7 separate regions of the Mus musculus genome follow, and regions 2, 3, 4, 5, 6 and 7 are each linked to region 1. Evidence: chromatin contacts called from public Hi-C, HiChIP or PLAC-seq and promoter capture Hi-C data. All regions are on one chromosome and are shown on one strand. The core of a region is the stretch at or near the end of the contact, and the rest is flanking DNA. Distances in the headings are between cores, read along the strand shown. Region 1 holds the start of Flrt3 (fibronectin leucine rich transmembrane protein 3). Region 2 overlaps Kif16b (kinesin family member 16B). Region 3 has its middle 290 kb from the start of Kif16b. Region 4 has its middle 310 kb from the start of Kif16b. Region 5 has its middle 340 kb from the start of Kif16b. Region 6 has its middle 380 kb from the start of Kif16b. Region 7 has its middle 470 kb from the start of Kif16b.

What was found. Promoter capture Hi-C pulls out the DNA fragments that hold promoters and counts their contacts. Hi-C and Micro-C count contacts between places; a contact is called where the count stands out from the background. HiChIP or PLAC-seq counts read pairs in DNA pulled down with a chosen protein or histone mark.
Region 2: a promoter capture Hi-C map of hippocampal neurons shows a contact between it and region 1, with 11 times the contacts expected there. The contact joins the enhancer-like site here to the promoter of Flrt3 in region 1. A contact is called at or near these places in 8 of 39 promoter capture datasets (the 3T3-L1 cell line, the C10 cell line, cranial neural crest and 4 more), 1 of 484 Hi-C or Micro-C datasets (cardiomyocytes) and 3 of 115 datasets of contacts at active chromatin or transcription factors (embryonic forebrain, embryonic limb bud and embryonic stem cells).
Region 3: a contact with region 1 is called in a promoter capture Hi-C map of hippocampal neurons, with 29 times the contacts expected there. The contact joins the enhancer-like site here to the promoter of Flrt3 in region 1. A contact is called at or near these places in 8 of 39 promoter capture datasets (the 3T3-L1 cell line, the C10 cell line, cranial neural crest and 4 more), 6 of 484 Hi-C or Micro-C datasets (brain, cerebellar granule neurons, cerebral cortex and 3 more) and 5 of 115 datasets of contacts at active chromatin or transcription factors (astrocytes, embryonic forebrain, embryonic limb bud and 2 more).
Region 4: a contact with region 1 is called in a Hi-C map of the N1E-115 cell line, with 6 times the contacts expected there. The contact joins the enhancer-like site here to the promoter of Flrt3 in region 1. A contact is called at or near these places in 4 of 39 promoter capture datasets (the 3T3-L1 cell line, the C10 cell line, cranial neural crest and 1 more), 4 of 484 Hi-C or Micro-C datasets (the N1E-115 cell line, cerebral cortex, cortical neurons and 1 more) and 4 of 115 datasets of contacts at active chromatin or transcription factors (embryonic forebrain, embryonic limb bud, embryonic stem cells and 1 more).
Region 5: a contact with region 1 is called in an H3K4me3 HiChIP or PLAC-seq map of forebrain, with 20 times the contacts expected there. The contact joins the enhancer-like site here to the promoter of Flrt3 in region 1. A contact is called at or near these places in 8 of 39 promoter capture datasets (the 3T3-L1 cell line, 3T3-L1-derived adipocytes, the C10 cell line and 4 more) and 3 of 115 datasets of contacts at active chromatin or transcription factors (astrocytes, embryonic forebrain and forebrain).
Region 6: a promoter capture Hi-C map of hippocampal neurons shows a contact between it and region 1, with 10 times the contacts expected there. The contact joins the enhancer-like site here to the promoter of Flrt3 in region 1. A contact is called at or near these places in 3 of 39 promoter capture datasets (the 3T3-L1 cell line, hippocampal neurons and liver), 1 of 484 Hi-C or Micro-C datasets (cerebral cortex) and 2 of 115 datasets of contacts at active chromatin or transcription factors (embryonic forebrain and embryonic limb bud).
Region 7: a contact with region 1 is called in a promoter capture Hi-C map of second pharyngeal arch cranial neural crest, with 11 times the contacts expected there. The contact joins the enhancer-like site here to the promoter of Flrt3 in region 1. A contact is called at or near these places in 6 of 39 promoter capture datasets (the 3T3-L1 cell line, cranial neural crest, hippocampal neurons and 3 more), 2 of 484 Hi-C or Micro-C datasets (the N1E-115 cell line and cerebellum) and 2 of 115 datasets of contacts at active chromatin or transcription factors (astrocytes and embryonic limb bud).

Annotation. Positions count from the first base shown.
Region 1 is chr2:140,669,671-140,673,935 of GRCm38.p6, reverse strand. Flrt3 (fibronectin leucine rich transmembrane protein 3) reads left to right here and starts at 2,460. Exons shown (of 3, transcript NM_178382.4): 1 at 2,460-2,690. The region is part of intron 3 of Macrod2 (mono-ADP ribosylhydrolase 2); the gene reads right to left.
Region 2 is chr2:142,633,236-142,637,500 of GRCm38.p6, reverse strand. All of the region lies in intron 25 of Kif16b (kinesin family member 16B), which reads left to right. Among named protein-coding and RNA genes, the nearest start is that of Kif16b, 270 kb to the left of the region's middle. Within about 2 kb of position 1,705, at least 7 of the 459 cell types and tissues checked have an H3K27ac peak or open chromatin away from gene starts, as enhancers often do. A contact at or near this core is called in hippocampal neurons, where this site is marked.
Region 3 is chr2:142,609,238-142,613,502 of GRCm38.p6, reverse strand. No RefSeq gene overlaps it. Among named protein-coding and RNA genes, the nearest start is that of Kif16b, 290 kb to the left of the region's middle. Within about 2 kb of position 2,157, at least 64 of the 459 cell types and tissues checked have an H3K27ac peak or open chromatin away from gene starts, as enhancers often do. A contact at or near this core is called in cerebral cortex and hippocampal neurons, where this site is marked.
Region 4 is chr2:142,587,232-142,591,496 of GRCm38.p6, reverse strand. No RefSeq gene overlaps it. Among named protein-coding and RNA genes, the nearest start is that of Kif16b, 310 kb to the left of the region's middle. Within about 2 kb of position 1,701, at least 26 of the 459 cell types and tissues checked have an H3K27ac peak or open chromatin away from gene starts, as enhancers often do. A contact at or near this core is called in the N1E-115 cell line, where this site is marked.
Region 5 is chr2:142,558,060-142,562,324 of GRCm38.p6, reverse strand. No RefSeq gene overlaps it. Among named protein-coding and RNA genes, the nearest start is that of Kif16b, 340 kb to the left of the region's middle. Within about 2 kb of position 2,209, at least 37 of the 459 cell types and tissues checked have an H3K27ac peak or open chromatin away from gene starts, as enhancers often do. A contact at or near this core is called in forebrain, where this site is marked.
Region 6 is chr2:142,515,528-142,519,792 of GRCm38.p6, reverse strand. No RefSeq gene overlaps it. Among named protein-coding and RNA genes, the nearest start is that of Kif16b, 380 kb to the left of the region's middle. Within about 2 kb of position 1,857, at least 4 of the 459 cell types and tissues checked have an H3K27ac peak or open chromatin away from gene starts, as enhancers often do. A contact at or near this core is called in hippocampal neurons, where this site is marked.
Region 7 is chr2:142,430,799-142,435,063 of GRCm38.p6, reverse strand. No RefSeq gene overlaps it. Among named protein-coding and RNA genes, the nearest start is that of Kif16b, 470 kb to the left of the region's middle. Within about 2 kb of position 1,708, at least 6 of the 459 cell types and tissues checked have an H3K27ac peak or open chromatin away from gene starts, as enhancers often do. A contact at or near this core is called in second pharyngeal arch cranial neural crest, where this site is marked.

The DNA.
Region 1 (4,265 bases), core at 1,211-3,710:
ATTGGAAAGCTGCTCTGGGGTGAGTTTACTGGCCGCAAGGACAGAAGCCAGGGAAGTCACCATGGGATAGAGAAGGGAGTCGGGGCGGGGAGAAAAAGAGAAATGTCTCTTCTCGGAGAACTCAGAGAGAGAAGAGGAGAAGAAGAGAGAGAGAAGGCAGAGGAAACCAAAATGTCTGGAGTATATAAGGAAGAGCCTCTGGGGGAAGGGCAGCCAAGCTGCTAAGTTAGTTCAGGCTGGGGGCAGGGGATGCCAGGTAGGGACTGAGGAATGCTGGGACCGCTTTGATGTGTAAAATATGTACCTTGGTCCCTTGTCCCTAGTCCAGAACCAAACAGTGTCTCTGAGAGTGCTAGGCCTGGAGAATTGAGTTTGGCAGGAATGGTGGAAGGAAAGACCTGATTCCTGTAACTCATCTTCTGACCTCCACGTCATGACTGGTGGGTCTCTCCCTACCCACACATACAGATAAATGTAATTTAGTTTTTAAAAGGAATATATATGTTTGTAAAAAGAAAAGATGGTAATGAAGGTTCTGTTAAGATTTGCCTCTAAAGTTAATACCTTTTGGATAGATTACATTTTTGACAATTTCTTGCATGTGCTACATTTTCAATTCACCGCTTGGAGGCGGGGCAGAATACATAGCTGGCATTCAATAAATTCTTGCTGTCTTTATTTCCCATGCAATGAAACCAAAGCAAGGAGCAGGTCCTATGAGGTCGTACAGCAAATGGCCGAGTAGGGAAATGCATCCTCAGAGCACCTCTCTCCCAGACCGGCCAGCTTTCCGTTAGCACACCTGTAACCCACATTTCCCACTTATCTTTCTTTTCTGTTGAAGGCTTTCAGGCAGCTGAATGGAGACAGATCTGATTAAATATGGATATAAGCCCACAGGAATTTGGTCAGGCAAATTTTTCCTTTTAAAATAGAATCAACTCTCATCTGAAAATGGTTTCTAGAAAGAATTATTTCAAACAATAATTTAATCCAGGTGTTTGATTTTCAGTAACTGAAATCACTCCTATCCTTTCCTGAGAGGTTATCAGTTACACCTACTTTTTCCATCAAAAATCTACGGCCACCTCTCAGTTTAACCTGCACTACTGAAGACTTCTGAGAAATTGGCTTTTCAATAGATGTTAACATGCTAAAGTCCTACTTTCATTCAGTGGGCCATTCCTCAGAAGTCAGCAAGAGAGCAAGCATAGAACAATAGGTGTCGGAACATCTCTTATCGAGGGGTCACCTTCCACTCCTGAGAGCACCCATTCTCAGAGGGGAGTTCTAAAGGTCAAACAGCTGCCAAACTCAAGTTAGGAACCACGTGAAGCTAACGGAGAGAATAGCCATGTACTCCTAAGACAGACAACTAGCCTTCAGAGACAAACAGACCATTTCCTAGAAAGGATAAAGTCATGAGCTTGTTAGAATCAAGCAAAGAAAGAAGGGAAAGGAGATTGCTATTTGGGTAAATATAGAAACAAGATTCGTCACTTAAATTCACTTACTTAGGAGAAAACTTACAAGTCCAAATAACAGAAAACTGATGATAAAATTATACCTGGAAATTAAAGTCTTGGAATCCTGTTAATTAGGCAGAGAAATCTTAGTGTCTTGCAACTGTCACTATTTATTCATGTACGCAAATTAAAATGATTTAAACCTGGAAGAACCATTTCTAACAGATATTTTAAGATATTGATGACTGCAGCCATGCTCGTGGCAGCAAAAACCATAATAATAATAATAAAAAAGAATGTAGTTAGGCTCAACCCTTTTAATTTTAGGGAAGACTGATAAATATGAGTGATTGTATCTTCCTAGTTCTGAAGTAGAGGTATACCCTTATGCACACATGTAGGTGGTCTCTCTAGTAGTACATAAAACAGTCTTCATTATGTGAAAATGCATGTGGAAAAAAAAACCTTTCTACTTCCCAATAAGACTGCTTTCTTCAATATTTTTCACTGTTCTTCCATTTTCTCCCTTCTCCTAAGTAAATCACCATTTGACCCTGCTTTCTCATTTGCCAAATCAATATTAGTTGGGATTGCCATCCTCTGTTCTCCACAGTTACGATTTTAATGTAATAAAAATAATCTGACTTTTGTTAACTTATTTTTGGTACAGATGGCTTGAGCATCAGACACCTGTTTCTCTATTGTGATCTTATAAATATTCTCCTAGCGTGCTTGTGTTTTTCTGAGTGTGCTATCACTACCTTGCAGTAGTAAACTTTAGGGAGCGCGGAGATTCCAGAGTTGCTGCCTACAAACCAAATGGCATCTCAGCTTTGGCAAACTGAAAGGCTCATTTCGGCTTCTCTCACCCCCTCTAGCGTTGGCAAAGCTCATCTGTCTGATTATCCAGTTACCTCACTGAACAAGAGCTGGGCTAAGTCCTGCCCACCTATGACATCACCCCCTTCCTCAACCACTGCGAGGTGAAGCTTTAAACTTCAGACTTGGAGGTGGGCTGCGCGCAGTCAACTGGATGCTCTCGCGCGCAGTCCTCAGCGCAGGAGTGATCTGAAGCAGGACCGCTCAGGCTGCAGCTGCCGTGGCTTTGTGTGCACTGGATGCCGCGCTCCGGAGACGGGGGAGGGTTTTTACTTCAACTCACAGGCAATGGAATTACAGCTGTAGCAGCAGGGTATAAAGGATTGCTTTTTCCTCGTCTTCCTGGTAAGTGTTTTCCATGCTTTTTCTCATAATTGTCCCAGAAACTTCGCTTGCTCTTACTCTCTAGAAGGAAATGACTAGCTTGGTTCCATGAGGGATCCAAGTAGCCACGTTTGCTCTGTCAGCAGGACGGGTCAAAGATGTGCGTGCAAGCCAGCTCTAGGGAAAGTCTTACAAAATAGCCGAATGTTATAAGTTTCTTACAGACTTAAATCATTTTTAAAAATAATAAATAGCTCCTCTCTGTTTCAAGCAATTTCTATCCGCGCAGAGCTTCACGGAAAACTGCAGTTGGAAAGTTGAGTGTTTGAGATAGGAGAGGCAGATTTTTCTCGGCTACAAAAGCGAAAGGTCGCTAACTTGGTGTGTACTGTATGTGTGGTATGATCACCTATCGCTGTTTCTATAACTGTGAAAGAAATCAATAACCCCTCAGCCCATGAGTACGCAGTACATGAAAAGCATACATCTTGCTCGCCGCCAGCAAAGCTGCGCTGGGAGACTGGGATGCCTCTGTAGAGGATTAACAGCTACACCTAGATTTGAAAGCTTGCACTGCTTATCCGGCCCCAGCTCCTTCAGGCATTCCGGGCTCGGGAATCTCAACTAGTAAATCCAACTCAGAATCTCCGGGCCAAACCATATTCCCAGTCCAGGAGACTGTCAAAGCCTATCGCTTGGGCGAGTGTAGAATGTGACTAGCATAGTAACTGGGTAGTCCACTCAGAAAAACTAACAAAGCTCACCCTGGAAGCCGTGCTTGATGTATGCAGTGAGGGGAACAGGGGAGGGAAGCCTCATCAAATGGCAAAGGCAGAGTGTCCCTTCACTTGCAACACACAGTGAAAAATATTGTATTGATACAAATGCGTTAGACCACAAAGCTTCCAAAAGGTATTTAAGTGTATCTAATTAAAAAAAATGTTTTTCAGTAAATTATGTCTGAAACAAAATGGTTGCATAAAGGTAAAGAGTGCAACAGGCCCATCTTTTCTCAACATTGGGAGCGGGTTTATTACTTATTTAGAATGAAAAGGAGATGGAAAATGTTGGTGTTTTCCAAATTACAAAATCAAATGGTTTTTAATAATTATTTTGATTGTTCTCAATAAATCTATGCTTCAAAATGCACATATTTGCTGTGTTATTGGGATGAAACAACATGGTCAAAGCCATGAAAAGTGCTTCAGCTGTGGCTATTCCTTTATTCATCCTTAACTGTGTAAGAATACCCTAACCAGTATAAACAGAAGGATGAACCTGTCAGCTCCCAGGCTACGATCACTTAGGCTTGACTCAGAGTGACAGGTGACTGACACCCATCTCTTTGGAAATGAGCAAAGAAGGTAATTCTTTTAAAGTGCCATAACATATTATTATCACTACAAATATCAACAAGCATAATGGTATGACTGTGCAAAGGCTGGTTATCACTTAGCTTCACGTATATGTGTATGCATATATATATATACTTATCAGCCTAAAATGAGGAAAAGGGTTAAAAATGTCATTACATGTGTTCAACTAAAGAACAAGAAATACCAGTTTATTGTTTTACTAGAAAACTCCCAAGGGTGA
Region 2 (4,265 bases), core at 456-2,955, 2.0 Mb before region 1:
CTCATACCAGTCAGTATGGCTAAGATCAAAAATTCAGATGACAGCAGATGTTGGCGAGGATGTGAAGAAAGAGGGACACTCCTCCATTTTTGGTGGGATTGCAAGCTGGTACAACCAACCACTCTGGAAATCAGTCTAATGGTTCCTCAGAAAATTAGACATAGTACTACCTGAAGATCCAGCAATTCCTCTCCTGGGCATATACCCAGAAGATGTTCCAACTTGTAATAAGAACACATGCTCCAGTATGTTCATAGCATCCTTATTTATAATAGCCAGAAGCTGGAAAGAACCCAGCTGTCCCTCAAAGGAGGAATGGATCCAGAAAATGCAGTACATTTACACAATGGAGTACTATTCAGCTATTAAAAATAATGAATTCATGAAATTCTTAGGCAAATGGATGGATCTGGAGGCTATCATCCTGAGTGAGGTAATCCAATCACAAAATAACACACATAGTATACACTCACTGATAAGCAGATATTAGTCCAAAAACTTAGAATATCCAAGATACAATTTGCAAAACACATGAAACTCAAGAAGAAGGAAGACCAAAGTGTGGATACTTTGCTCCTTCTTAGAATGGGGAACAAAATACCCATGGAAGGAGTTACAGAAACAAAGTTCAGAGCTGAGACGGAAGGAAAGACCATCCAGAGACTGCCACACCAGGGGATCCATCCCATATACAGCCACCAAACGCAGACACTATTGCATATGCCAGAAAGATTTTGCTGACAGGACCCTGACATAGCTCTCTCTTGTGAGTGTGTGCCAATGCCTGGCAAATACAGAAGTGGATGCTCACAGTCATTAGGGAACACAGGACCCCTAATGAAGGAGCTAGAGAAAGCACCCAAGGAGCTGAAGGGGTCTATAATCCTATAGGAGGAACAACAATATGAACTAACCAATACCCCAGCGCTACGTCTCTAGTTGCATATGTAGCAGGGGATGGCCTAGTCGGCCATCAATGGGAGGAGAGGCCCTTGGTCTGCAAAAATCATATGCCCTCGTACAGGGGAATGCCAGGGCCAGGAAGCAAGAGTGGGTAGGTTGGGGAGCAGGGCAGGGGGAGGGTATAGGAGGCTTTGGGGATACCATTTGAAATGTAAATGAAGAAAATATCTAATTAAAAATATTAGTTTTGTGATTGGGGGTCACCACAGCATGAGGAACTGTATCAAAGAGTCACAGCATTAGTATGGTTGAGAACCACTGCTGTAGATCCTTCTAGAAGCCATGCCAGGTACATTCCTATTCTTTTACTGTATGGCATAACATGCCACTTGTTAGCTTGCATCTGCCAGCTAAACCCCAAGGCCTAACTTCACGCCTCCTGAAATAGTTGGTCTTGTTTCTTTGCACTGATGTCAGCACAGTTCCTCCTCATACATCTCCTTTGTTGCAACAGCTCAAAAGGCACATTTGGGATTTTCACGCATCCCTATATTTTAAAAGCTGCAGCCTCTGTGCCGCGTTGCCCTCAAGCCTGGTGCTTTCTATTTATATCAACATTTGGGAGTCATCCTTCCTCTTTTATGGAATCCTGTCCAATTTGCATTAGGCTTTCTTGCAGATGCCACTATTCCCTTAACTCCATTTATTTAGATTTGTTTCCCAAATAAACAGTGCCGTCCTTTGAAAAAGGGTGTCGACCATGGCCTCTGCTGCTAAGCCCCATCCTGTCCTTTGCAGCCTCTCTGTGCTGCCTCTTTATTTTAGAATTCAGCTGGCTCATCTCTCCTGACAATCCTTCCTGGCTCTATGTGTGTCACTTACGCTTCATTTTGTTAATGAATGAGAGCATATGCCACAGCCCTTTGAGATAATACTAAGGGAGAAACAAATGGATAAAATCATCAGTTGTTCTCCACAACTCTTTGCCTACCCTTGGTCTGTGTAAAGCTCCCATCTACTTTCAAATAGATTTATTTCTGTTCCCAGCAGTTCTCTGTAATGCATTTATATTTACATATATAATTTTTATTCTAGGTAACCCCAACGTTTTTTGTAAAGACATTTTATTTAATCTCTTTTTAAAATTGAGATCACCTGTTTCATACTTTTTATAAAATTAGGAAACTGATGTTGGACTCAAGAAAGCACTAATCAATGTTGAACATGGTAGAAATTGAAAATGCCCTCATTTTTACAGTGGACTTTTGATGCAGCTAGAAAGCAACCCCTGTGGACTGCAGGGCTTGTGCTGCAGAGCTCTGATTAAACACTGTGAGCAGGAAGATGACTGCTGCTTCTGGAAATGTCTCCAGAGTCTGAGTCTATGATTCTCTGAATCTCTTCTCCTTTCCTTACCCATTGGCCATAGCACTTGTCCTGCAGTCCCCATGCTGTGTGTATGTGCTGCTCCTGAAAGAATCTGAACATTTCAAGGAACAGCTTACGTACTATATACTAGTATCTCTTGCCTGAATGGAAGCTTCCTTGAGATACAAATTAAAATTAAAAAGTGAGCACAGAGCTAGAGAGATGGCTCAGCAATTGTTAGGGCTGGCTCATAACCACCTGAACTGCAGGTGATTTGACATCCTCCCTGACCTCTGAGAGCACCCACACAAATGTGCTCAAACAGACATGCACACATGTAAGTAACAATAAAATAGGTATTTTTTTTTGAAAGTGTGCTCTCAACTTAGCCCCAGTTTGCTCATTCGCTGGTGAAAGGCCCCATGGCTCTTTCTAGAACCTCCAGCTATCCTGCTTCCTGTGACTGGGACATCAGCATCCCATTGCCTGTTTCCTCTAGCAGAAGACTGCAAGTGGTACCGAAGGATGGGATGACAGGAAGAATGACACTCAGCTACCCAGTGTACCAGTCACTTAGCCTTCAGTGTCTTTTGTGAACATATACACTGCATATACAGACATACACATGGCAAACATATTCATCTACAGAAAGCTGTATAGAAAAGGACATTTTATCTGCATTTCCATGTGTAAAACACACACCTAGTCCCATCCTTTTCAGATAGAGATATTGTGTGTGAGAAATTTTGGTCTGGTATTCTCTCTGCCTCTGTACCCCTGACACTTATGCCTCAATTATTGTGCAAATCCCCAGTTAATCCTCTCTGTTCTGTGGGGTCATAGGCCTACCACTGAGGGCCCTGGTCCTTGCACCTGGGGTCTGACCATAGCTTCCCACAGGGACAGAGGACCAACCGTGGAGGACACTGAAATAAAGGCCAAGACAGAAGGGTAATCTGCAAGGCAAATAGTCCCACGGAGATTGTTGGAAACCCCTTGTCCAGGGAACAAAATAAGGGGCAGTGGGTCTTCCCTCCCAGAGCCTAAGAAGCTTGCCCTCTTGCCCTGAGTTCAGGAACTTGGTGTTGAGACAGCCATGGACATGGAATTTTAGCCAAATGGAATCTACCATCCACATAGAAACTATCGTAGGCTAAAATCCGAGGCGAACTGCATGTTCTGCTCAGCCACAAGCACAGCTGGAGGAGAGGGCTCTTCGGTGCTCCTATTCAGGGCTACGTCTATCCCAGATTCCACCAGAAGGGAGGCCTTGGGCTTCTACTGAGTCATATGCAATGAATTCCTAATCCTTTAGTTGTTTATTCCCCAATTTTTTGAATTTTTGCTTAAGTGCATTGTAGGGAAGAGATACCTCACAGCAAGATATTCACTAAAAACTCTTAGCAGTCAGTGTAGTCATTTGGAGCAGCCATTATATCTCAGATTGTCAAGAATCTCTGTGAATTTTTATAGTGCTAGAAAGAACCTAAGCTTGGAAACAAAATAATAATACTAATAATTGCCTTTCCCCCAAATGCATTTGTTAGAATATCAGAATCGGAAATGTGACTGAAGTAAGCTCTTACCTGGTATGGGTTGGTTTTCAGCTCATATTTAATCATCATTTCCCATTTTAAAATGTTTCCTCTTTATGGCTTGAGAGCAAGCAGTTTTTGAAATGAAGGTCTGCCAATGCCTGACGAGAGGCAGTATGGGAAATACATTTCCATGCATGCTGTCTCCTGATTTTCTTTGCAAGAGAAAGCACTTATTTTTTTTCCCATGTTTTAAGCTCATATCTTAAATATCTAAAAGGGGAGAAAATTAGCATATTTGTCTACTAGCTCCCCAGGACAGTATAGTATAGACAATAATATTGACTCTTTAGTATGGAAATACCGTGAACTGAATTCTGCCGCAGGCACTTCATAGACAGCAACTTATAGAATCTTCTCATACTAATAAGTTCTTATAATCAGATGAGGAAACTGGGG
Region 3 (4,265 bases), core at 908-3,407, 1.9 Mb before region 1:
CCCTTGGAGTTGAAGGACCTTCTCACAGGATATATGTCAGATATCCTGCATCACAAATATTTACATTACAGTTCATAACATTAGTAAAATAATAGCTATAAAGCAGCAACAAAAATAATTTTATGGCTGAGGGTCACCGCAACATGAGTGAGGAACTGTATTTATGAGGAACTGTATTAGGAAGGCTGAGAACCACTGCCCTACATTACTATGCTTGGTGCAAGGAAAAAAAAAGTCATTATTGGTCTTTAACCAGTGAAAACATTGCTCTTAAGTGACAGACGTCACTGAATAGGGCTGCACTGGTAAAAGAGACTATGTCACATGGATATGTGGTGGTACATTGTCTTAGAGTTGTCATTGCTGCTGTGAAGAGACGCCACGACCAAGGCAACTCCTATAAAGGCAAACATTTAACTGGGGTTGGCTTACAGTTTCAGAGGTTTAGTCCATTATCATGGTGGGAAGCATGACAATGTGCAGGCAGGCATGGTGCTGGAGGAGCTGAGAGTTCTACATCTTAATCTAAAGGTATCCAGAAGGAAACTCTTCTCTGCAGGCAGCCAGGAGAAAGGTCCTCTCTTCCATACTGGGTGGAGCCTGAACAGAAGAAAAGACCTCAAAACCCACTCCTGCAGTGAGGGACACACTTCCTCCCATCCTCCAATAAAGCCACACCTCCTAATAGTGCCACTGCCCATTGGCAAAGCACATTCAAGCCACCACAGACATGCTTCAAAGTCTAGTGACAACCACAGGTCATAAGCAGCGCAGCTTTGTACCTGGCTGCTAATGACAAAGAGCCTTAGATATGTTCTAGCTCCAGGCTCCAGTTATGGGCTTAATAGAGTTCAGATGTGACTGAGAAACGGGCTCCAGCAGAGGAGGCTCAGACAGTACTGTGAGAGCTCATGTGGGGGACAGACTACATCGACCACATCGGTAGGCTGTACTCTGCCTGCAGTCACCAGTCACCATCTCTGAAGTACAGTGTTCTGCTGTTTCACTAAAGGTTAAACAGCTCGAAGGGGGTTGTGACTCACTCAAGTGAAAGAGCTAATTGGAACCTGAGTCTTGTGTTAACTCTGGGGCCCCCTGCTACTGTCTAGATTAGAGGAGAATCCTGACTATGTCAGTCCTGGGGAGGCAGGATATAGAACTTACACCAGTTATTTTCATAAAAGGAAAATTTGAGTGATTTATAGCTAGCTGAAAAGAACGGAGGTAGAGACCACAACTGTGTCACAGAGGTGGAAACTGCCATTAGCAGCTGCCTTCCCTAGAGTTGGAGAAATGTGTGGGGAAAGGCTGGGACATTCAGACTTAGAATCGTGGAGGGACTGCCCCACAGTACTAAATGCAAGCACCACAGAGGAGAGGCATGTGAACTCCTGTCCTCCATACCCCCCCCCCAGCTTCCTTCCTGGGGCATTTAGCTTTGCCCACCTTCCAAGAGATCGTCCCAGGTAGGCCTGTGGACAATTTCCAACTCTCATTATCCTCCCCTTCCCACTCCCAGAATATCCAACTGCTTATTACCTAAATTAACCTGAATGGGCTGGGGAAGTGTGTGTGTGTGTGTGTGTGTGTGTGTGTGTGTGTGTGTCCATCTATGCAGCTATGGAGAAAGTCGTCCTTGCTGTTTCTGCTGGGTAAGGCTTTCCAGATTGGGGAAGGAGTGGCCACACCCCTATAAGGAACCCCTTACCTGGGCTCTGTAATGAAAGCCAATAAACTCATTGGTTCCCTAGAATAAAGTTGGTTGTATTGTGCTTTGGTATGACACTGGGTCCTTAGGAAAAGGGTTACATGTTGCTTACATCTCTCTCTGGGAAAGAATTTTAGCAACAAGGGAACGAGTGGGAATGTAGCACCACCGGTGCTCCCTTCTAATTTGGAAGAAGGTATTTACTGTCCAGATGCCTCCTCCTCGCCCCCCTTCCCCCCTTCCCCCCCCCCCCCCAGGTGCTGCTACATCTCCAAGGGTAAAGACAAAATGTAGTCGGCTGATAAATGCAAACCAGCATGCTGGGTCTAGATGCTGTCCCTTGCATGTTCTGCTGTCACCACCAGGGGGAAGAAGTGGGGCACAGGTGATGCTGAGAGGAACAGGAAGTCCCCGGGAAAAGGAAGTAGACATTGAGACTTGCTGGTATGCTGGGAATAGACAAGAAAGAGGAACAGGTTCTCTTCTCTGTACCATGTAGGCCTCCTCCCTCTAGTACCCTGACTTGGCAAAGCGTCACGGGGAGCAGCTGGCAGAACAGAATTAAGGTTTGCATGTGCCAGCCCCACAGGCCCAGAGCAGAACAGAAAGGGGTAGACTTAAAATCTGGAAGGAAGTTTTACTAACGGGCACGCTGAGTTTCCACTTCACCTGAAGCCAGGACCTAACTGTCACCAGTTGTCAGTCAACTGTTCTGAAGTCAGACACTATGAACCAGCATTGTGTGTCCCTAGTTACTATCTAACTGCTGGGCCACTATACTATGGCCTGGGTGGGGTGGGGGGGGTTGTCTTAATCTATATGACTTCAGGCCCCCAGGCACATAGCTCTACACACACACACACACACACACACACACACACACACACTTTTTTTTTTTCAATTTAAAGGGGAAGGGAGGAAGGAAAAGAAAAAGGAACCAAAATATCAAGACACCCATTCCTGAAGCAAAATGATAGTTGGATTTTTTTTTTTTCTATTCTTCCATCAAGAAAGTTGCTTGATGACTCAGAAAATGGATCAGGGAGGATACGCTCCAATTCCTCAGTCATGTGGGGCAGACCAACAGTTTAGATACGCCCCAGGGACATGAGATGAGGAGATTTCTAGAACATCTGTCAGGGGAGTAAGCTTTATGGGCAGAAGTTTGGAGGCCAGTGTTGCTATGTTATTGATTAATTCAGTCATTGTTGTGTTCTTTTTGAGGCTACTGAGTACCCCTATTACTCTGTACCGAGTCACTGCTAATTCCCATGGACTATCCATTTAAGGTGGGCAGCTTCCTCTCTTCTGCTCAAGTGACTTGAAGTGCTATTCACTTGAGAAATTACTTTTCTGCTTATCTTCATGAGAGGCATGCTCAGCCATGACATCCCTGGCGCTGACCTTAAGAGTCCTAGAATGACGGTTTTGAGCCTCAGAACCCAAAAAGAGCTATTTCTCAAAAACCATTAAGGGCTCAGAAGCATACACGAGAGGACGGGAGGTGCAGCCTTTTTGCTGTGATAGTTTGTTGACCTTGTTGACTTTGTGAGACAGGGTTTCTCTTTGCCATGTAGCTTTGGATGGCCTGGTATTCATTCTGTAGATCAGGCTGATCCCAAACTTGCAGTGATTCTGTGGCCCTTGCCCTCCAGGTGAATGGATTATAGCAAATGGATCACTGCCTCGTACCCTCTTCCTGCTCTCTCCCACAATCCTGTACCTTAAGTCTTTTTTATCTCATAGCTTTTAGAGACAGAGGGGATGCACAAGGGTTTCTTTTAAGTAAGTAGGAAGGAGGTGGGATGCTGCAATTCTCTTGTTGCAACTCACTAGGAAAGTGGCAGGAAGGGAAAGAGGCTCATTGTGTTGTTCTAAGCACCAGGAGTGAGAACCAGAGAGATGACCCAGGTCTGCTGGGGTCAGCAGGGGCCAATGTGCAGGGGCTGGATGGGAGGGGAGAAAAGAATCTGTAAGAGCCAAGTTAAATCCTGAGGTTAAAGGTTAGACTTGACCCTGGACTTGGGGAAATAGCTGGTCATTTTCATTCTCTTAGCTGACTCCATGACAGATGAGAGTTCTTGGACCACAAGGCTCCATGTTTCTTGTCTGCTTAGGCACTGCTGGGTAGTGAGAGACGGGCCACTGGTTATCTATCTAGTAGAATTGCTAGGTGTGTTTCAGGGTGGCAGGTGAGGCACAGGGATGCTTGATTTATTATTCTAGAATGGATATTAAGTCTTCAAGCTGCTTCTTAGCAACGGACTAGAGGAGGCAGAAAGGATGAAGTAAGGAAAGCTAGAGCATTGGTGACAGGGTCCTCAGGTACGCAGATCAGTGGAAGAAAACCAAGAATGGGCATCCACAGGGAGGCAGGGGACATCAGCAAGGTTCTGTGATGTGAGCATCTAATGTGACTCCAATTCAAAGAGGGAAACAAGTATGCTGTCTTCTAACAGTGACTGGCCCAAAGCAGAGCCTGAGGGTGCTGAGGAGGCCTGGGGAAGTCAGAATCCCAGGGCTACCTTCCCAGCTGCAGCCTGAGCACTCCAGTCCC
Region 4 (4,265 bases), core at 452-2,951, 1.9 Mb before region 1:
CCTTGAAGAGTTCCTCACTGCTTAAGGATTCAGAGATATGTTCCTGCTTGAGGGGTGAGGCTTCATGGGCTAGTGTGTGTGTGTGTGTGTGTGTGTGTGTGTGTGTGTGTGTGTGAGAGAGAGAGAGAGAGAGAGAGAGAGAGAGAGAGAGAGAGAGAGACTCTGTTGTTCCTGAAACCCCAAACATATAAGGTTGGAAAAACTCACTGGAGACTTTCAGGCACCTTTTTGGAGGTCAGGGACAGGGTGGCATAAATCCAACTGTAAAATGCCTCAGCTGCTCTTATCTCTGTGCATTGGGCTTTGAAGGGGGATGTGATCTGTCAGGTTTCACCAGCTTTTAGACAGACACTTACTGCATGATTAACATGTCTACATGCAGAGGTAAGCAGGAGTCTGTCCCAAAGTAAAAGAGACAGATATAGACCAGCTTAATGAGGCATGACTGTGATCTCAGAACTTGAGGAAGAAAGATTGGTTCAAGTTCATAGCCTGCCAGGGTTATCTAGTGAGACCCATCTAAAAGAAAAACTGGAAGAAAAAGGAAAAGAAAAAAATATAAAAGGAGACAAATATAAAATGAAAGCTGAGATGCCAGGCTTTTATCTTGCCCTTAGTTAGCTTGAGGGTCCAAGCAAAGAGTTCTGGTTTTCAGTTAAAGCAGTAACTAACTACTGGTAACAACAAGAGATGGTGGCAGGCATGGCTGATTTTCTGATCACAGCCTTGAGGGAAAGTTAGCCAGCACCCCATGGCTAAGATACTCCTGGGTTCCTGACCTCAGGACCCATGAGATTATATATACTTGCTCTCTCCAGCTGCTCCATCTGGGAGAGCCAGATAATTTGTTATGCAGAAATAGGTAACTGCTATGCCGTCCCTTCTGCATCTTCAGCTACTTCCTCTGTACAAATGTACATAGTCAAGGGGCACCCCTGAACAGCTGTTCTGAATAAAACTAAAAGAAGCAAGAAAGAGAGACACAGACACAAGGAGGGGCGAGAGGCATCTGGAAGATGTCTCCCGCTCCTCAGTCATTTGCTCTGCGTTTCTTCCCTGGATGCCGAGGTCTTTTAGAATGATCAGCCAAGCTGAAAACAGTCTTCTCAGGGTTAAGATGGCATCGACAAGTAATTTAATGCTTTCTTTTGATTGGATTAGTGGCTAAGCCATTGACTAGTCTCTCCAGCTGAGACAAGGAAAGTTTAGCCCAGTTAAATTAAATCTCTTCGGCATCATTGGTTCGAACAGCCTACTCACTTCTGCACCAGATGCTCAGAACATTTTTGTTGTTGTTGTTGTTGTGGAATGTGAAGAGAAGCAAAAAGAATGAATCCTCTTTGCTTAGGCGGGAGGACTGATCGCCTTACCTACCCAGCATGATTATTGCAGCACATATGGTTTAGAGGCGCTGAGAAAGGTAATGGATCTGCCGGAATTAGCACCTGACTTGGGCGAGCACCGGAGCAGAAACTCTCCCTCCTTTTAACACGCGGGCTCAGTGAGGCAGGCCAAGCCTCATAATCACCATCGATTATCTCATTCGCCATGACTCCTGGGAAATCTTGGGTGAAAGCAAATTGAATCCGATATTTGCTGCCTCTGTTGTCAAAGAGACCACTTTCAGATTAATTCCAGGATGACAGCAGCCCAGACAATGGAGCCCTGCAGTAGTGTGACCAAAGGGGCTGCCAGGCACAGAGAGAAGATGCCCCTCTTGTGAGCAGATGTATAGAGAAGGTGGCTTTGGAGCAAAGCACCATCAGAACATAGAGGATTAGTCACAGAGGGTGGCTCCTTCAAGGAACTGATTGTTAACAAAGGTTAATTAAACCAGGCCCAGGCCTCATTGCTCCCGAGGGTGTCCTTGGCTCCCTAAGGAGGAAACTGCTGCCTGGGGGCTCTGGGATAGGACTCCAGGCACAAAGAGAATAAACCCTCTCATGGACCCAGGCTGGGTCATTCCAAGGACTCCCTTGGCCTTAGGGAAGGAGGATGAATCAGTGAAACTTGAAAAGGGCAAGTGTTTGTTTACAGGGAGACAAAGATTAGGGGCTGGCAAGTCCTTCTGGAAGCCCAGTGGTATCACTGATTGAGAACTCAGCCCTGAAGGCTGAATTCTCTGCTAATAACCTGCTTAGAGAGCAACCCGTAGCAAGTGCAGACTCTCTTCTCATTTAATTTATATTACTTATTTAATTAGCTATTTATTTGTTTAGTGTGTGTGTGTGTGTGTGTGTGTGTGTGTGTGTGTGTGTGTGTGTGTGCTTGATCATGCATTCATGTACCTGGGTGTGTGTTTATTGTAGTTTAAACCAGTATTTCATACAAGCTAGGCAAGTCTCTACTAAGTGCCCAGCTCTTTCACTGTTCTTTTTTAGACCCAGTGTTCTGTACTTCCCCAGGCTAGCCAGAACTACTATTTATCTCAGAACAGGGCTTGATCTTGATCTCCTCCTACTTCAGTTTCCCAAGGAACCAAGATTACAGACCTGTGCCAGTAGATCCAGGCAAGAATCATCTATTTCTGACCCTGAGAGAGGAGACTTCCCAAAAAGGGGATCCATTCTTTTAATCAGGGGCTCCAGATCACATGTGTTACAATTCCCAAAGAGCATTGTGGTCTGACTATCATGGGCAATAAACACCATACCAGCCAGAAAAAGCAACTAGAGTGAAATCAGTCTTCAGGAACCAACCCGGCTGGCAAGTTGTGCCTGTGGGCCTCATCAAGTAGAGTCAGTGAGACATTCGGGTGGTATTATTTATCCAGTACCTGACCTTGTGGCAAACATTATAGGTTTGCATAAATGACAAAAGTGACACAAAAAGAGAAGCATTTCTGTTTTAGAAACCCAATCACCTTAGGTACCTGCTCTCCTCTCAGGCTTGGTGTGTTCTCCTACTTCTAAGGACTCGCACTTATAGCTATGTGTCACTGGCTGTCTCTTGGTCTATCAGGGCTTGCTTCACAGAACTGGAAGCAGTTTAGAATTCATGTCTCCTCTCCCTGAGTAGGGCCACCATTGCACATATCGTCTAGAGTCCCTGAAGCTAGGTTGAAGCTGCACCTCTGTGAGACTTTGACAATGCACCAGCTTGGCTTCCTACACTACATCTGTCTTGGTTTCCGATTTAGTCTCCGAGTGCTTTCTGTCACCTATTTAGCCCTTTTCAGAGGAAGGAAGGACCAAATAGGGGAAACATGGAAAAAAGCTCATGCTCCCAGCCATATTTGTTCAAGAGTTTCTTGCCTTTAGAGCTAAGGTTGGCTGGAACCACAAACCCTTTATCAGCAGCATTGGAAAGATGCCATTGATTCATGGGGAGGTCTAAGTTGGCGCACCCATTCAGTGTATGATCATTGGAACCCAATAGCCAATGGACTTGAAATTTTGATTTATCCCAATGAACACGTTCCTTATAGGTAGATTTTTCTCATTTATGCTCAAAGTGTCTTCCATGACACGGATGGACACATGAGAACTGTCACTGGAAGGAGAAATCATTCTATGTTTATTTTCTCTGAAAACTAGAGGCTGAGCAACCAGAGTCATGATCTGATAGTGTTACCTGTCTATAAAACAACTGCCGGACTGAGCTGGGGTTGGGTGATAAACTAAGGTTTGGACACAGGCTTTAGGTATGTTGCCTGCTTTTGGGAGAGGACATGGCAAAGCAACAAGATGACAGTGCTTTAGATTCAGAAAGACCCAGAAATCCTGGCAAATACATTCAACCTGAAGCATCCAACAGGACATTTAACCCATCTCACCCTAATTATCTCTAAGCTATAGAATTGCTGTGACTTTTTAATGAAATTATATGTACAAAGGACCAATTGTTAGGCTTGGTGCATAGTAGGTATTCAGTGGTGGTGCTTGTGTTTTAATTAGTTGCTCAACTGCAAATAGTTTTTGCTCGTATTAGGAAGGAGGGAAGGAGCAATTGGGGGAATTATATAAACATGGCTGGTGTTTCAACACAGCTCAGTGTATCCTCGAGGCCTAGGAAACTGCCAACTCACACAGTAGAAATTCTATGCCTGTGGTAGGAGGAGATAAAGACATGGTGTGTGTTAGGAGAAGTCCATTGTCTCATTGGAATGCTGCCTCCTGCACACACTGTTTAATGATCAAAGTGAAAAAAATGGAGCTAGGTCTGTGAAATTCTATATTCTGCTGTGATTTTTGTAACCTTTAAAACTGCAGACAAATAGTTCTTATTTAGGCAGGAATTGCTTGTCGAGATTGGCCTCTGTTGAA
Region 5 (4,265 bases), core at 960-3,459, 1.9 Mb before region 1:
ATAAAAAATGGAAAAAAAAAAAAAGAAAAGTATATTTTACTTTTAAGAAAAAAAAAAAAAAAAGATTTGCCTCTAGGTAAGTCTATAGTGCATTTTCTTCATCAATGATTGATATGGAGTGTGTAGGAGGCTAGCTCAATGTATGTAATGCCATCTTTGGGCTGGTGTCTGGGTATAGTGAAGCAGGCTGAGCTTTCCAAAAAGAGAAATTCAGTAAGCTGCATCCCTCCATAGACTGCATTGGCTTGGGCCGCCAGAGTCCTTCCCTGACTTCCCTGGATGATGAACTACAAGCTGTAAGATAAAACATAACCTTTCCTTCCCAAGTTGATTTGGATCATGGTGTTTAATCACAGCAATAGAACCCTAACTAAGGCAGGTGATGAGCTCGTCTCTGCCACATGTTCCTACCACCATGATATAATGCCTAAGCCTGTTGGGTCAAGTGACCATGGACCAAACCCTCTAAAGATATAAACCAAAGCAAATCTCTCCTGCCTCAAGTTGTTTCTTTCAAGTATCTGGTCACAGCAACAAGAAAGATAGCTAATACATACTTTATCTTATATTGGATTTATATTGGCCACACAATTGTTTGCTAAGCTACTTTGTTACTTAATGCCATATTGAGTTTAACATTCTGGGTTAATATGTATTTTATTCCTATATCATAGATTCTAATGATTTATAATATTTCATTGTGTCTTTACATTTATTCTTAGTATTATATATTTATGTGGTTTTCTCTCTGTGCCCTTCAGCCTTTGCCTCTCTTCTCCATTCTCTTTTCTCCCTCTCTCCTTCCCTCCCCTCTTTCTATTTCTGGCTCTGGTTCTCTCTCTTTTTCTTTCTCTCCCTCTCCCCCATCCCTCCCTCCCTCCTCTCCCTCTGCCCCTCCCTCCCCCTCTCCCTGTCCATCTCCCTTTCTCTCCCCTACTCCCTCCCCCTTTTCCTTTCTTGGCTTGGCTTGGCTTGTCTCTCTTTTAGTTGGCAGTTACAAAGGATGCAGCTGAATGCGTATTACTGTGGCAGTTCTGGTAGAAACAATAGAGGCATGTGACTGAAGCCTGCCTGTGCTGCCATATCCTTTCCTGGGACTTTGAGTTCTCACTGAAATACTGCAGAAAGACTTTAGCTTAGTTTCTCATCGCTTTCAATCGCTGTTCTTGGCATTCTTCTCCCTTTTCCTATAATCCTACAAGATCCTGCAAATCCTTCCATTGAGTTTCCATATTGCCCAAGGCAGCCGTTGCCCATTCCTGTTTACTATCAAAAAATCTCTAGCAAATGCAATCAGGGAACATGTGTAGGTGATAGAATACTAATCTGACTTTTCAACACTTTAAACTAATTAAAGGAATGACTTACAGACTTATTAAAATCAAGGGTAACTCTATAATCTTATGCAGTTATGTAGTTTATTTTTTCCTCTATGAATACATAATTGCCCTTGGAAATTGTAAACATTTGCAACATTTTAGCCTGCCATGTAAATTGATATTTGTTTAATTTGTTCACAAAATCTATTGGTGTCTTGGCTGGAAACTCTTGGGGATCTGTTTCGGCCCAATCTCTGTTTTTATGGGCTATTTATGAACCTCAGGAAAGAAGGATTTACTATCATTTTTATGGAAATGCTGGTGGGACTATAACTATGGTAACACAGATGGCCCCATTGTAAAACATAAATGCAGTGTGCATACAAGGAAGTGCGATTAGGTAAAGGGGTGCTTAGCTAGTCTATGAGACAGAATATGTGCTGTCAGGTAGGTTCTATTTATTCAAGTGGCCCTACAGAGCAAGGCGCCAGAACAGTGTTCTCTGCAGTGTTTTGACTTCTTCAGGTTTAAACTTTGTTAACAGCCCCTCTCTGACCAGATCACTAAGAAGCAAAGCAAGAGAGCTTGTCTTGAGGCTTTTATAGAGAGCTAGGCAATGGCTTCCAACTGGAAATAAGATCTAGAGTTAACACTCAGTCCATCTCAGGGCTTGTCATCTAAATCTTCATCTTGTTCTCATGGGGACTGAAAAATGGTCTAAAGGAAAACAGAACATACTTGAGCAAAATGTGTCCAGGAATTACAATGACTAAGGATTTAGAATCTAGTCATCCTAGTTTGGGATTCAGTTTGGCCAGATTGGCCTGACAGTGAATAATTTATGCAGCCAACTCCCAGGCATTAGATATTCTTTCTAAACAGGCTCCTTATGCATTCTTGACAGTTATGAGGATTTATGGCTCAAGGCCCACCTGCTGTGTAGTCAGTACTCTCTAATGGTGGCCACTATTTTTTTGTAATCATTTTATGTTTCAGTAAGATATTTTGGGCTTCAAAGACCTCTATATACTTTGGATAATGGGTTTATTGAAAAAACATATAGAGGAATTAGAGAGATAATAATCCTAGCCACATTAGTAGAAATAAAGTGAGCAAGTTTAACAGCAGAGCAGGGAGGCCCATGGGAATTCTGAGATTCCCAGGGTATGTAGTATGCTCAGCTCCAAAAATTTGAGGATGCCAAGTTTCCTTAGTCAGTTGATGCTTCATCCTATTTGTGCCTGCTTCTTTTCATTTATGTCAAACAGCCACTAAGCTTTTCTTTTGATATTGTTCATTTGTTTATTTCATTTTAAAATGAGTTTGTTCACATTGGAACATACAGAACATGCAGCCATTCATATTAATGGCTCCATGGCTTCCCATAATATAGGTATAATCAAAGTTGTTGAAATAGCCTTTTCCTACGGATGGGCTATATGATTGTTACCAATATTTGGCTACTATTTTAGGATATGGTTATGTCCTAAAAAAATTTCTGGTTAGCCTCAGCAAAAAAAAAAATAACAGATAAAAAATTATAATTATTCAAGATGTGCAATGTGGCAATTTGATTTGTACATATATTACCAATCCTGTTAATTAACACATCCACCCCAACAGTAGTCATCATTTGTATGTAGGGATGAACACTTAAAAATCTGTTCTCATAAAATGTCAAGTAAACAGTACAACATTAATTATAGTTACTATGCCTATGCTAGAGACCCAGAGTTTATTCATCATGTTGCTAAAAGTCGGACCTTTTATATTTCATAAAAAATTTCCCCTTGTTCTTTCACTCTTAATAGCCAGTGTTCCCTGTCAGGTATTTTCTGCTTTCTAACACTTTAGCTTATTTAAGACTTTGACTTACTCAGTGCCTCTTGGCTTCTCCCGGGGCATCTTTCTAGTACCTACTGACCTTTTTGCCCTTCTTCACAAAGAGTTCAGTTAACCAAAGTCCAACGTGTCCATTTTCAGGGTGGAATTGCCTGTATAGACTTTAATAAGCCTGCTTGACTACTTAGCTTAGATGCCATTCTTGGTGAAAGTGGGCACAGCTGGATAATATTTTACTTGCTTTTGATGTAGCTGATCTCAACTCCATGCACACTGTGAGAAGACAGAGGGTGAGGAAGAGGGGAGGGAAATGAGGACATCAGAGTTCAAACAGAGCATAGTGAAGCCTGTGTGTCTGCTGGTGACCTGATACTCTGGGATGAAATGGGTGATATGGGAGGTGTGATTGGAAACTTGTCAGTTTTCTCAGTTCTAGTGTATTGCCTGTGGAGGGGGAAATACTGAACTGCATGTGAATCTATTGCTGTATGTGGGCATATTTCATGCCATATTGCCTTAGATCAAACCTCCTGGAAACAGACTCTCAGAGCCCTGTGGGTGGGTTGGGTGGGTGATGGTCTTACAGCCTCCTTCATTAGAAAGTAAGGGGGCAAAATTGTTAAAGGAGAAATCAAAGCAGAGCAATTCAACTGGCCTTTAAAACTGCCCCTAACAGAGTGGGGGAGCCTATACATTCCCAGTCAATCCATCACTAGAAACAAGTGGGTAACTCTTTCCAGCTGACAGCCATTGCTACAGAGGGACTTCTCAAGGCCAGTAGTAACAATCCTCCTGGTAGCTGGGGAAATGCATGCTCATTCCTGATTGGCCATCATACACATGATATAGTCTAATGATCCAGCTTGTCGATGATGTTCCCTCACTTACTGTCTTCTGGCTTTCCTGATCAAACTGTGTACAGTCTGACAGCATCTTATTTCATTTAATGTAACTAGGGAGACCAACAAAGAGGAGAATTTTAGTCCAGAGGAGGAGAAAAGTCAAAGTAGAAAAGGAGAGATGAATCTTTTAAATGCAAACTATTTTATTTGTTGCTCAGAAAACTAAAGCAAAGATCACTTTCCAACAATTGGTACAAAATTT
Region 6 (4,265 bases), core at 608-3,107, 1.8 Mb before region 1:
TGTAACACATAAATAGCTTAACTATTTAAATTAGATTAACAAGGTCTTGAGTGAAATATGGCATGTTGTTAATACATTGTCAGACCCAACTTCACATTTAGACTCTTCAGATGAGTCTCAGTTTTGGTTTGAGACAATGTGGAAGGTGGTCTATGACTCCTGCGCCATGGCCTGTGACTCCTGTACTATGGCCCGTGACCCTTATATGTGGTCCTGTCCCAGAAATCAACTTGTTCTTGTATTTTCTTACCTACTTCTGCACTACAGCGGAACCAACCACATGACAAAGCCCCACCCACACTCTCCAGCCATCATCCATCATTTACAACCTCATCGGGTCTAGTGGAGCACAGTAGAGCAACACAGCTTGCTTTTACAAGGATAGACTCTTTGGCAGTTGGTCAGACCTCATGGTCTATGATAGGTTTTTCCTGGAAGTTTCTTCCATACTACTGTGGCTGGAGTCATTAAGTGGTATGTTAAACTAGAGATCGTATGATGTGCTTTGTATTATGTTTTCTGTTTTCCTTTTTATTTTTTAACAGCAAGTGCTCCTTTAAAAAAAAAAGATTTATTTTATGTATGTGAGTACTCTGTTGCTCTTTTCAGACACACCAGAAGAGGCCAGCCATCAGATCCCATTATGGATAGTTGTAAGCTACCATGTAGTAGCTGGGAATTGAACTCAGGACCTCTGGAGGAACAGTCAGTGCTCTTAATCACTGAGCCATCTCTCCAGCCCATCCATGTTTTCTGTTTTTCAACCTGAATATATGTATATATATATATATATATATATATATATATATATATATATATCCATTTCTCATTCTTAGTTATGGTGGAGAAACTATCATAATAGCAATATCAGGACCACCTGCGCTAACAGCTGTCTTGTTCTGGGACAGTTTGAGCCCATCACACCTGTCATGACAATAGTTTCTCATAGCAGCCTGGTGACTGAGCTCTCCTCCCTGTTTTAGAGATGAGGGAATTAATATTGCTGGAATCGGAAAGTGATAATATTTTAAAACACGGCAAATCGGATTCCAGAATCCTTGCTCTGAACTGCTTTACAAGATTACCCTTTTGGAGCAAGCCTCAACTTTCTTAACTCACTGTGATGCCCTTTTCTAGGTAAGACCTTCCTTTTAGATGCGTTTGAGATGGGACAGTAGGCTTGCCGCCAAGACTGATGACCTGCGTTTGATCCTGAAAGTTGTCTCTGCTCTTCAGATACTTGTGGCATGAACATTTGTCTGTAAATGTGCATGCGTACACATACACAAGCAAGTATATGTGAAAATAGATTTTCCAATGATACAAAATCTATACATAAATGTCCTATAATGTGGAAAAGTGTTATCAACACTAGGAAGGCTGTCCACATGTATGTGGCACCACTTGAAAGTAATTGACATTATGAATGAATTCTCCTTTTTTCCCATTTATCAGCACAATAAGAATATGCTGGTTTCTTTTAGTTAGAAAGAAATCAGGTATGAGACAGAGGAATTGGAAATGATGAAAAACAATGCATTAATTTAAAAAAGTCAGGGGTCTAATGTGTTATTTTCATACATGTGTACAGAAAGCTAGACCCAGTGACCTTCTGGGGCTGGGGCTGGGATGTATCTCAAGGCCAGGGAAAATGAGGAACAACATGGAGATGGAAGGGGATATTGGACAGTTGTGCAAACCCTTGCTTTTGGGAGGAAGAAATTGATGGAAAGTCACTTGTGAACAGCCACACCCCTTGTTATTAGTGGCAGGATACAGCCTAAAGCACAGGCCTTGACACCATGGGAGATGGTTTTTTCCTCTTCATGCTGCCATCAGCTCTGAGCTGACAGATGCCAGCTGCCAGTGCTTCACTGAAGGACTGACATATTTCCACTTTGAGTAGGCGGGTGCCTGCAGTGCTATCTCTTCTAAAAAATCTTGGGTGTTTCTGGCTTGGGGCGGAGGTGCAGTTTATGGAAATTATTTATTTATTGTGATAAACTTAGCTGTCGTTGGTCACATCCAATGACAGGTGACAATTTTATTCTGAGAAAACATAACTCCACAATGAGGAAGGGAAAGAGTTTTAATGACAGTAAACTTTTCCTCCAAGAGGAAAAGAAAAGAACCCCATTTTAAGAGAGGTTGGAGGGAGTCAAAGAGTTTGGATATTTTTCTCTAAATCTTTTTGAGGTAGGGAAAGTGGCCTTGGTACTTATATAGGCATCTCAGAATGAATATATCTCCTCTGTCCTAACACATTTCCTTTCTGTATTGTACGACAATATAGAGCCTAGAAAATGAAGAGTAAGATTCAAATATTTTTATTCACAATTTCTATCTTAGTTAAGCATTCCTGTATAGATGCTCTAGGCAGACACACTTTTAATCATCTGTTAACCTAATATTGATATAATAATTAGCCAATGGCCAGTGAAAATAGAAATATAATAGTTAGGTGATGGTAGGGTTGAATGAAGGAATTAGGAAAAAGGAACACCCTTAAGCTAGGCTGAGAAATTTCAGGGGGACCCTGGGCAAATATCAAAGCTAAAACTACATCCAAGTTCCTTGGTAATTAATTCTGGTACAGTAATGGACAAATTTAAAGGTTCATATCCACTCCACCTCACCACCACTGCAATCATATCTCAGCCAGATGTGACACCTCACAGATTGCATTCATACTTTTTTCCTGCTCTCCTCAGAGAAACAAAAGGACAGTGGAACTGCCATCCCCAAGAAGGAAGCAATAGCCAGAAGGCATTTTCCTCTACCTCTTTTACACTCTCCTGACTGTTATCAATTGCTCTGAAGGGGCTCCATGACCAAAGCAACTTTTATAAAGGACAACATTTAATTGGGGCTGGCTTACTGGTTCAGAGGTTCAGTCCATTATCATCATGGAGATAGTATGGCAGCATCCAGGCAGATGGGGGGACTGGAGGAACTTGGATCATCTTGATCCAAGGCAAACAGGAGAAGACTGGCTTCCAGGAAGCTTGGAGGAGAGTCTCAAAACCCATCCCCACAGTGACACACTTCTTCCAACAAGGCCACACCTCCAATTGTACCATTCCCTGGGCCAAACATATTCAAACCACCACAATGGTTCTATCTTTTAGAGGCTGCCTTTTGTACAGTAGTGAACCTTCTTCCTCCCTCCCCTTTCTCCTTCTCCTCTCATCTTTCTCCTCCTCTTCCTCCTTCATCTCCTGTTCCTCATCTTCCTTTATTGTGTGCTTTCTAAGCACTGGCATATTGTATAGATTTTGTTTTTCATTCTTCAAGAACTCATAAGGGTAATTACAAGCATGCCCATTAAAGATGGTGTTTCAGAAGGCTAGGCCCTTCTGCAAATGCACCCAGCTACTAAGTCACTGTGGTGGCAATCAAGTTTGTGGTGAGTAATGTATTAGCTTCCCGTTACGCTAATGAAATGTCTGAGACAAAAAGCTTTGGGGCCAATAGCGTTAGAGTGTCCAGTTTAAACTGGAGAACGTGCTGTGTGACCTCTCACAAAGCAACATCTCACGGTGAACGTTTCTGGTGGGGAAGCAGTTTAGCACCACAGGGAAACAGGAAACGACCAGAGTTCCACATCCAGCTCCAGTGCCTGCAAACACCATGAACATCTCCAGGCATCACCCTGAAGCTTTCAGCTCCCAAAGGTATCTTTTGGGGAACAAGACTTTACAGCATGAACCCTTACAAACATTTGCTCAAACCACAGAACACAAGCACATTTATTTGCTGGGGTCAGGAGTTGGCTACTCTGGGTAGTTAAGGGTAAGTTTCCCACATTGATTAAAATTACAGGGTCAAGAGGTCTTTCTACTCCAGCAAAAACAAGAGGTTTTTCTCCACTAGAGAGAAACTCACAGACACTTATGACCACAGGTGCCAGCCTAAGAGGACATTAGTAGACAGAGTTGGTAAGGAGCAGTGTGTTGGGGGGGCACACAAAGCACAAGACAGCCATGCCCCTGGCAGTTTACAAAGCTCCATTAAGTGCTACTTCACATAGAGGTCACCCAGAACCCAAGCCCCTTTGAACTTAAATTTATACTAAAGTGATTAATTAAAACAATTAGCTTCTCAAGGCAGGTCAGATTCTACTGAACAAATGAACTTCACATAAAATAGTCCAATATACCCACAAGGACACATTTACATGAGTGCCTGTTGACAAGTTTATTTAAAACATATTAAAAGAGCAAAATATGAGAGGCAATGGGAAACATTCCAAGAAGGATTAATCA
Region 7 (4,265 bases), core at 459-2,958, 1.8 Mb before region 1:
CCACCTCCTGGGCATCCCCATTTCTCCTGTTGAAATCACTGACTCTGCTCTTGTAGTGACACTGGGAAGAGTCTGACCCCTGGCATGGCTAGGTTTGGCTTGAGCGACCTTCATACTCTACAGTGGCTCAGGCATTAAGACATGCAGGAGGTGATTTCAGCTTTCAGCCCACTGATTTGGATGACTGCCCCTATGGAAAACTTAACCTGTGTGACTGGTGCAATGAATCTGCTCTGATTGTCTCTTGGGAATTGTGGGCCTAGACCTGGCAAGACACAAGGGAAAGGCGAGATGAAGCCTTAGCGGCTGCTGTCAGCACGTGGAGCATGCAGGTAGCTTCTAGTCTACCTTTAGAGGACTGTGTGTAATGAGAATAACATCTCCCCTATTTTTCTAAGCAGTGTGTACCATGAAGGCACTGCCCCTTCATTTTTTATTTTTGTCTGCAGCCTTCATTCATGCATGCTTTGCCTGGGCACAGATCACAATGCACTTTGAGGACCCTAAGGGTCTATTACTCACATAAGCACCAGGGGCTTATCATTTTGAGAAATGATTTGCTCAATAATCAGGAAGGAGTGTATTTTCATGGTGTGATCCCATGTGGCTTAAACAAGTTCCCAGAGGTTTCTCTTGGTTTTGTCTCCCGCAGAGCTTGTTTTTATGATCTTCCAGCTTGTGATCTTGGCTTTGGGTGTATTGTTTCTCTCCTTGCTACTTGGTTTTCTTAGGAGTGATGCCGGTAGAGGGAAAAGGAAGTGCTCTGTAGTCACATGCTATCCAAATAGGCCCTCCATGCTTCCTGTTCTGGTTACTCTGTCATGGATGTTCAAGAAGCTCCTGGAAGCCTACACTGCATTTATCTCTCGACTGAAGTGATAGAATATTTCGTCCTCATTTTCTCCTCTTCTCCACCCTCCTTACCTCCATGAGGTGAGCAGTTTTGTTCCATTATGTGCTTGGCTCTAGGATGTTACCTTATATGGCTCCAAAGGCTGCTGGCTTAATGACACAGTGCCTAAAAATTCTGGAACTCTGACACTGATAAAACTTTTCTTCTTTTAGGTAATGTTTCTCAGGTGTTGGTCTCAGAGACAGGCAGCTAAGGCAAATGTAGTTGCAACTGAAGGACTTTGATTTTCTTTCTTCCTTGACTAGGAGCAAGCCTGCAGAAATCCCTCCTGCCAGATTAATGGAAAGAGGTTCTCCTTTGTACTGGAAAAGGCTGGTTCTTGGTTCTCATCTGTCTTCAGGCTATCTGGAGATCTTGGGATCTGGTCGAAGAGATGGCTCCTAGCTCTTGTGACATTTGTCACCTTATCAAAGTTACCCAGGTGAGCCTCTGGTTGTTGTTGACTGAAACTATCATCAAGGTAGTCAAAATAGACTGCGTGGGATGGTGGCTTTAAACGGTGTCTCTTGACCTTGAATGTTTGGGTAATGCTTTAAAGTTGTGAAGTTAGAAACACAGCTTAGACTGTTTTAAAGACAAACAATAAAGTTTTACAAAAGAACCTGAAGAACAGGTGTGCCCACCCAAGCCCAGTTTGGAGGTACGCAGCTTTGGCACGCAGAAATGTAACTCCTTCCCGTTAGTGGGGTTAATAAAAAGCTGGTATAAGACAAAAGATACAGGGCAGTGGAGTTACCAGGTAAACCATGAATAAGCAGAGTCTGAATAAGATGAATGTGAATGGCCTTCCCCCCACAGCTGGGACCGTTTACTTGTGCGTTTAAATCAATATGCATTCAAGTCTATCTTTTTCCCTAGCGTTCATCCCTCCGCCTCCCTGCTGAGTTTTATGAATTACAGTTGTGGCTTTGTTTGGCTCTTTTTCATCAAGCTTTGTAACTTCTAACCAGTGCTTTATTTTACTCCAAGTATGTATAACATGTGGCTTGGTTTCAACTGAAAGAATAATTTAAGTATTAGATTTAGATATTAATTTTCTTTAAAAATAATAGCACATAAGTAGATATTAATTTATTTTAAAAATAATAGCACAAGTAATGTTTTCATCTTACTGCATCAACAGTGTATTTTATTGAAATCACACATATTTTTTGAAACCAAAAATTACAGTGAAAAGGGCAGTCTATCTGCAATTTAGCAAATCGTTTTTAATATCCTACCCAATAGAAAGCAGCTGGCTGGAAATGATGTCTGTCTTCCTTCAACTCACCTTGAGTTCATCTCATTGTAGCCTCAGGAAAACACTCTGTTACTCAAGGGACTAATAAGGATGGAAGGGGAGAGAGATTTTAGGATTATGACGGAAGTGGTTTTGATCCTGTGAACCCGAACAGACCTTGGAGGTCCTAGGACTTCCTGGTAAATAATGATACGGTGTTCTAGTACAGAGCAGGCTCAGGATGCTTTTGTGGGGGGTAGGTTAGGTTTGGCTGTGTTAGTACATGTTTTCTCATATGAATGAATATGTTCCTCTCTGGATACATGATAAACATTTTTTTTATTTCATGATTATCATGAATGGCATTTATTAATTTAAAATAATTATATTAAAGAAAATAACTCAATTTTATTGTCCACATTATAATGCCCAGCTAATTGTCATAGGAGTCTCAAACTTTACTTCTGTACTTCTATCTTAAGAGGCATAATTTTCCCTGGGTACAAAGCGTTTAGAAGATTTATTAAGTCCTGCCCTATGCTCCCTTTCCCAACATTTTTATTTATCCATAGGAGATAGGACTTTTGTTAAGTCTCAAACCATGAACAAATGACTGAGGTGCCTATTTACTATATCAAAACAGATCTGGCCTCCTAGTTTTCCATATCCTTCAGTCCCTATCTGTTACAGGGCATGGCTGGCATATCCTGCCCTCTACTCTGAACTCTCCAGCCCAAGGCCTGTGCTTCCCCTACCCTAGAGGCTCTTCCCTATATAACCCAGCCATTTTGGTTATCCGCCCCTTTTTACCTTTTGCCTTCTTGGTTACTGCACTTGGTTCCCCTCTTTCCTCATGTGGCTCAGGGACATATCCACTCTGAACTTTCCCAGACATCTCTGCCTCTCACTATGCTCTCCCTTTTATCTCCAATAAACCTCCTCCTTCACCATACCTAGAGACAATAATGCCCTTTCGTTGTTTGACTTCTTTTCATTCAACTTTAAAATTAAATGTATTTAGTTGTTACAAATTAGTTATTTTTTTATGAAGCTTTAGAATTTGTAGCAATAGGAGAAAAAAAATAATAGCTGTGTCCGAGTGGGTTGGGGTTGGCAAAGAGGATAGATTCTTTAGGGTATTATTCATTGTCAGAGATTTGGGTGGAATTTCATCCAATAATGAAGTTTTTAAATGTCATTTTCAGGTACATTTTAAAAAAACTGTTGTATAAAATCATATTTCTTTCTAGTCAGTAATGTTCTTCCTGAGGCAATAAGAGAGAAGTAGTAAGTCGACTGCATCTCATTCATGTGCTGCAAAGAAGGTGAACTGGAGAAGAGAACAAAGGATGGGCTGATGTGTAGTTAAGAAAATATAATAAAACGTTAACAATAGCTCAGAAGGAAAAGAATATAGGTGTACAATTTCTTTCCCTTTCCCTTGTGAACTTTTCCATAAATCAACACTAGGGAAAGTATGTAAAGGGCAATGTGAAGTAAACTTAGGAGCTGGGCAAGTGTGAGACTCGAGTGACTAGCTAGGGAAGCAGTGATTGGAACAGCATGCATGGAGATGTGGCCCCACCCCCTCCACATCTGCATCTTGGCAGTGATTCATGGACAGCAAGGGCAGAGCAAGTGGTGAGATCTGTGGCTGGTGCCAGAGTCAAGAAATGGGCATGAATTTAAAGTGAGAGAACATGAGTAGACACTCTGGGTGTAACAGGGCCATCTTGTTATGAAGCATACAGCCATGGACGGTCACTATATTGTGAGTGTTTGCTTGAATCTGTACAGGAATCTTTTTTCAAGCCCGGTGTTTCCATGCAAGCATAAGAGCTAGAGAAGCAGAGGCCAAGGCAGCTCCTAAATAATTGTCATCCTGTGACTAGGTGATGGACATGGACTGGAAATCCTTATGGCTTTTCCACTGAAATGACTACTAAGTAATTCTAGTAAAGATAACAGTACATATGCTGTTAAATACTGGTTCGTGTGGTTTAGTATAGGGGTAAAGGAGAGAAAGTAAATTCTGATTTTACGAAGTTAGTCTTACCCGAGCACAACCGTTAAATATAATCAACACTTGGATGAAAAGAGAAAGAGACTTGAAAATGGCTGTGCAGACTGCCT